Linked DNA regions of Mus musculus: region 1 is linked to region 2. A link is a contact called in public promoter capture Hi-C data. All regions are on one chromosome and are shown on one strand. The core of a region is the stretch at or near the end of the contact, and the rest is flanking DNA. Distances in the headings are between cores, read along the strand shown.

Evidence for each region. Capture Hi-C pulls out chosen DNA fragments and counts their contacts.
Region 1: a contact with region 2 is called in a promoter capture Hi-C map of adipose tissue. The contact joins the promoter of Stk16 here to the promoter of Rnf25 in region 2. A contact is called at or near these places in 3 of 39 promoter capture datasets (the C10 cell line, the HPC-7 cell line and pre-B cells), 1 of 115 datasets of contacts at active chromatin or transcription factors (effector CD8 T cells) and 1 of 9 other capture datasets (adipose tissue).

What each region holds. Positions count from the first base shown.
Region 1 is chr1:75,209,227-75,212,398 of GRCm38.p6, forward strand. Stk16 (serine/threonine kinase 16) reads left to right here and starts at 1,603. Exons shown (of 8, transcript NM_011494.5): 1 at 1,603-1,826; 2 at 2,014-2,188; 3 at 2,699-2,918. The coding sequence starts at 2,103. Glb1l (galactosidase, beta 1-like) reads right to left here and starts at 1,529. Exons shown (of 17, transcript NM_029010.2): 1 at 1,365-1,529; 2 at 155-277. The coding sequence starts at 214.
Region 2 is chr1:74,599,461-74,602,934 of GRCm38.p6, forward strand. Rnf25 (ring finger protein 25) reads right to left here and starts at 1,937. Exons shown (of 10, transcript NM_021313.3): 1 at 1,865-1,937. The coding sequence starts at 1,905. It overlaps Stk36 (serine/threonine kinase 36), which reads left to right and starts at 1,995. Exons shown (of 27, transcript NM_175031.3): 1 at 1,995-2,153; 2 at 2,569-2,741. The coding sequence starts at 2,658.

The DNA of each region.
Region 1 (3,172 bases), core at 353-2,852, 610 kb after region 2:
AAGGGCGAAAGCCTGGCTCAGCAGAGGTCCGGAGTAAGGATCAGTGTCGGCCAAGTTTTAAAACTGGCCTTGTCGGTAGTTAACCATTTCTCCACTGCGGGATCCGTTTTCCTCTCCCCACACCCAGGCAGACAGTCCGACCCTTTGGGTTTACCTGGGACAGCAGCAGTAGGACCACAAGCCGCAGCAGCAGGGAAGGCAGGTCGGGTGGCATCTTCTGAGCTTACAAAGTTCTTCTATTCGGTGAGGGCTTTCCCACCCGTCACGTGTTGGATTCCTGGGAGGGAATCCGACATCAAGCAAAGGGGCGGAGACCACCTCAACTTTTCAGGCCGTTAACCCGGACTTTGCCTGTAGCCATCCACGGTCCACTAGTTTGTAAAATATTACTTCTCGAAGTGCTGAACCCGAATCAGTTCCATTAGCATCACCTGGGAGCTTGTTAGAAACGCAGAATCTCGGGTCCTACCCCAGACCTCTAGAATTAGAGTCTGTGCTTTAACAAACCTGCTCTTCTAAACTGAACTCTCGGAGGGCTGACAGGGTGTCTTAAATCTTCATGACTAGCAAAGGATCCGGCACATATCAGGTTAAATCTATATGCACGGGAGCAGTAAGGTTAAAACGGATTCAGAAACAGTGGAAAAACCTAGAAAATCTTCAGAGTGATCATGCTGTGGAAAGGGGTTACAAGAAGCCTGTCCTGGTCACTATCTTTTTTGGAGGTACACCCCTTTCCAATATATTCTGCCTGTCTAGGCAAGAGATGTGAAACAAACTGCATAGTTCATAGGCTTAGAAGTCTAATTTTCCACTTCTCCTGCCTTCACAGCCGTAGAAAATACTATTATTTCTGTTTATTGACACACATTGATATACGGCTGTTTCCAAAGTTGTACGAAAGACAACTCATTTAATTTTGAAACAACCCATGAAATAACTCTCATTCTCATCTTACACACGAGGAAAATGAAGGTTAGAAATAACAAGTAGCTGTCCAAAGTCACAACTAGCTCAGTAGAGCTGGGATTGGAACTAGTCAGTTTGGCCTCATAACTCACGACACTTAGCCGTAGGTACTGTCTTACAGCTGGGAAAAGTGAGGATCTGAAAGACTAAATAACTTGCAGGAGGCCACACAGCTAGGAGACTGTTAGGACCAGGTTTAGAAACGGGCACTCTAGTTTAAGGACACAGACACTAGCCAAGGCAGTGGAGTACAGGCTAGACCCCTGAGAGTGTTAAGGGGTCAGACCTCTTGGCATCTAAGGGTCAGCACCCGCCCTTCTCTGGTCCCTCCTCCAAGCTAGATTGTAGAAAGCCACTTTCTAACTCCAGCGCGCGGGAGCTATAAGACCTCCTACCTCTGACATTGGGAGACAGAGGTCCTAGGGGCCTCGGGCAGAGCCCTGCTTTGCTCCCCTTTGGTACTAGTCCCTGCGTCTTGACCCTTACTGAGGGCCAAGTGGGAACCCTCGGCGAGATAGAGAAACCAATACACCCCAGGTCTAGCCGGGCCCCAGCCTCTCACTTCCGGGTCCCCACATCCTCTTGCCGCCTCTTGTTGCTAGGATACAGCGGGCCGTTACTTCGACGCGGACTGATGATGTCATCCGGGCTTCCGGTCCCTGGCCCTTCGCACAGGCCGGAGACCGGTCGGTGTGGAGTTTGTAGTGGCAGACCCTGTGCTCGTTCCCGAGCGACGGAGGGTGGACTCGGCCAGAGGTGGGCTCGAGCCCCGCACCTCCTGCGCCGCCACCCCATGCCTGACGGGTGCGAGAGCTGGACCTGGCCGAAGGTGGGCCGGGGTTGAAAGAAGCGGCCTGGTAAGACGCAGCGTGGCCTGAGGCTTTGGGGTGCCAGAACTCAGCCTTCTTAGCGCTGGAGTCGCCAGGGCCAGTTTTCTTTAGACGTGAATATGGGTTCTTGGAGGTGAGCCTGAGCTCTCCTGGTTGGTACCTCCGTGGCTGTCTAGATTGTTCTTGAACCCGCGACTTGCTGTTTCCATTCCAGCATGACCCGCCGGGACCCCACCGCATCGCCTGGAAGAGCCCACTCTCCCTGGAAGGAAGACCATCCCTGAAGAGGATGACTGAGACGTTATGGGCCACGCACTGTGTGTCTGCTCCCGGGGAACTGTCATCATTGACAATAAGCGTTACCTCTTCGTCCAGAAATTGGGGGAAGGGTGAGTGTTTGGACGTCACTTAGCTAGACCCAGGTCGTTTAGAGACAGTGATAGAGTTGCAAGAGTGTTAGCCTTAGAGTCTACCCCACCTGACCGGTTAGCTGAACGGGTCAAGAAGTGGATTCTAGACTCTGGCCTCCTGGATCTACCTTGTGTGACCTTAAGTCAACTGTGGTTTCTTCTGCTTAAAAGGAGATGATTATAATGTCTCGCTGAGGGACTTGTGGAAACTCAGTGAGATAGTATATTCTTTAAAGCATGTCACCCAGTGCCTGACTCATGAGGACTTGAAATTAATTGAACACATTATGCTCAGACCAAAACCTCAGTGATTTCTGTGCCCCTGCTCTCGGGAAACGCAGATCCTAATGTCTTGAAACTATATGAGAGCTACATCTTGGGAGTGTTTCCACTCTGTGTAAGAGGCACTCCTCCCTAAGGGAATTCCTCTGGGTCCGAGCTATGTGAGAGATGACCATGGTCCTTCACTGTGACCCCTTTGGCCCACAGTGGATTCAGCTATGTGGACCTAGTGGAGGGCTTGCATGATGGACACTTCTACGCCCTGAAGCGGATCCTGTGCCATGAGCAGCAAGACCAGGAAGAAGCCCAACGAGAGGCAGAGATGCATCGCCTCTTCCAGCATCCCAACATCCTTCGCCTCATGGCTTACTCTCTGAAAGAACGAGGTGCTAAGCATGAAGCCTGGCTGCTGCTGCCCTTCTTCAAGGTCAGAGAAGCCTGTACTTACAGAGGGGATTGTAACATTGTGCAACCCCACCAGAGGCTCTGGGCAGGCAAACATAAACATTCTAGGAGCACATGCCCTGGTTTGGCCTTTTGTTTGTTTGTTTGTTTATTTGAGACAGGGTTTCTCTGTATAGCCCTAGCTGTCCTGGAACTCACTCTGTAGACCAGGCTGGCCTCGAACTCAGAAATCCGCCTGCTTCTGCCTCCCAAGTGCTGGGATTAAAGGCATGCGCC
Region 2 (3,474 bases), core at 687-3,186:
CCTTTAGTGGGTTTCCCTCTGTCCTACATATATGACACCCATTCATTATTAACAAGGTTATCAATACTACTGCTGCCTACCTATACAACTGTTTAGCATGGATCCCTGTGTTCTGAGTACTGCCAATAACCTTGCCAGCACCAGCCAGTCTAAGCATCCTCAAAGGACATATCAGGTTGAACAGGTCTAGGTAGTATAAAAGCTATATTGCATTAGAAAGAGTCATAAGCCTTGTAGCTAATAGTAGAGCAGAAACTACTTACCAAGCTATGTGGTCAGGTTACTTATATTTAGAAACCTGAGTTACACTGTCTACCACCTAGTGATAATAGAGCATACTCACTAGGGCTACTGTAAGAGATAAATGATTTGTTTATATAAAGTGCACAAATGTCTGAGACACAGTATCTAGTCTAGGTGATCTACCCCCTCCCTTTAAAAGGAAACCGAGAAGGGCAGTCTGAGGACTGAGTGTGCACATAACCCTGGATGCCTAGTTAGCCCTGATCAGAGTTCATGGCCCCGATATAAATCAGAGGGTTCACATTTAAACATAGAAAAAACAGCTGTAATGACATCCAAGAAGAGTGATTGTCCACAGCCCTACCCAGGTGATATGAAACCTGTATCCACTTTCTTATACATTTCCTCTCCATCTAGAGGAAGCACACCCCAGTATCATTTCTATAGTGATGGTTATTATTAGCATTCTTCTTAAAGCTTATTTTACTACTACTACTACTACTACTACTACTACTACTACTACTACTACTACTACTAAAAGACATTCTGGCTGCTATAGACCAATGCAGCCACTGCTACTCTGTCATGGCTCAGGTGTCCCTTCATAATCTTAGAAGTCACTCACAACAGTGAAAAGCACTAGTCTGGCTGGGCTCCCTAAACCAACGGAACACAGAGGTGCAGTCTCAGTTAAGACTTCCTTCAGTACTTTGCCCACCTTAGGTCACCTGAGCCTTGGATGTAAGATACAGACCTAAATGTAAATAAGGTCATAGGTTACAGGTGGAGGTGGGGGTGGGGTGGGGATGGGGGTCCGAAATAGGCTGTCCTAATACTAACAGTATAAGGCCTTAACTCAGACAGATGTCCTTTGGTCTCTTGAGGTTTTATACTTCAGCAATTAATGAAAAGCAGGCCTATGGATATTACGAATCCATGGTGATCCATCTTCCCAACTACTCTATGAGGTAATGCCACACCCACTTTTTTTTTTTTTTAATAGCTGACACTGACTCGCAGGAGCTAGCTGGTTTGGTCAGCATCACATCAAGCTAATTAAATATGGAGTGAGCACATTTTTATCTTATGTCCAAAACCCAAAGTCTTTAAAGGCTTTTGGTTTCTTATTAAGAATGCTCGAGAGAATAGGAGAGCTTATGAGGGGAGTAAGGCTTTTCTGACAATAGTTATTAGTGCTATCAGGAATATGGGAAGATTGAGGAACGCGTAGGCAGAAATGGACTGGTCCAAGGGGCAGGATCCTAGGGGCACGAGGAGGGCGTCCGTTCCGAGAGGCGGGAGGTGTGATGAGAAGCCATCCTCCAGGGCCCAGAAAAATCACATCAGGGAGAAGTGGGGAGGGGTAGGCCCGTAGTAGGGAGCAATGGGGTCGATAAGGCGTGGGCCCAGCTGGCAAGGCCGCCGTAGACCCAGTCCCTTCTCAGATCAGCGTCCCTCCTCCCTCCGTTCCCGGTCCAGTAGCTCGCCTACGAAAGGATGTCTCTTCTATCCCTCGCCCCTTGATCCACCCTTTATGCCCGTGGTTCGGACGGTCCGAAGCTGTTGCTAGTTCCCGGCACCAGATCCAGGCAGCCAGCCAAAACCTATGACCCAAAGTTACCAGTCCTCTTCCCCAGCAGCTGTCGACGCAGACGCCGCCATGTCTTCTCCGGCTCTTGGCCGGAACCGGAAACACCTTTTGGGAAGTTAGAGGCGGAAAACTAGGGCGGGGCGGAGTAAAAGAAAGCTGACGCCGTTTCTAGGCAACTGAAGACTCTAGATCCTTTGTGGGGCCTGCTAGCCAAGCGACAGAAGTGCCCTACAAAGTGCCAATGGGCGGTTCGCATCTGTCACACACCTCTGAGAGCTTTGTCCTTTAAACTTCTAATCAGTTCCAGGGAGTAAAACTGGTAAGAGTGGGGAAACTAACGAGAGCATCAATGAGGAATGGAGAAAAGTAACGCAGGCAGCTGGGAGGCCCCGAGCAACTAGCCTGAACTCAGCCTGGGGAGCTTGGAGCGTCTAGACTGGGAGCAAGTTAGGGGACCTCTGCTCGGGGCCAGAGTGGCGGTGCTGGGCAAGCTGAGGGTGTCAGGAACCTGGGAGAGTATAGAAGGAGCGTGTGAGCATCGCTGGTGGAGAGGGGAAAGGGAACACCGGTGTGCTATGGGCACCTAACCTGGGTGGGGAGGTGGGGGTGGGGCTGGAGACACTAAGACCTGATCATCTTTCCACCCTGGTCATGATTTTGAGGCCTTGGTTATTGTGAAAAATAGAACAAAGCAAGGTTGATAACGTGTATCTTTCTCCCATGTTATGAGCCAGGCCTCCCAGATGTGTGGAACTACCCCTGGATCTATAGCTCTTTGTCACCGTCTTCTTTCTACCTTCTGAGAGACCCCGAAACCCTTGCCATGGAAAAGTACCACGTTTTGGAGATGATTGGAGAAGGCTCTTTTGGGAGAGTGTATAAGGGCCGAAAAAAATACAGTGCTCAGGTAGTAGACAAGGATATCTTTTAAATGGGATTTGGTGACCCACGTGTCCAGTAAAAACGTGGGACAGAAGGGCTGCACGGTGTTTATTTCTAGACCCTGACACCAGCATACTTCCTAGGGTATACAGGCCCAGAAATTTGACTTCTTGGAATCAGATCCCAGCCTTAGAACTAGGAACAAACTACCTAACATCCCATGCTTCCATTTCCCAAACAGTACAATGGAGGAATATTGATAGGGTCTGAGGATCAAATGTGTTTCACACTTAATCACTTAATACAATGCCTGACACCTACTGAATGACAAAAATGATCACTGTTCTTTGTATTACCTAAGAAAAGATAACACCTTGAAATCTGGTCTTCCATCTTTACCTTTTCCTTCTCCTTTCCCCAAATCTCACGCTGAGTCCTTTGCTTAGGTCAGAAAACCTCTCCCAGAGTCCCATCAAAGGAATCTATTTGCCAGTAACTGTTTCCCTTTAGTGATGGGCTGACAAAGCCAGAGTACATCCATAGTACCCGGGGGGGGGGGGGGGTTGAGGTGGGGGGTAAGTATGTGTTCACATTTATACTAAGAGTTGATCAAGAAGTATAAGTCTTGAGTTGTGGAGCTCTAAGATAAAGCTTGAAATATTTGCACAGAGAGAGAGAGAGAGAGAGAGAGCACACCAGTGAGTTTTATTGGGGTTTCTTAAACAAGTATAAGTGACGGTTTACTTACAGGATCAGAA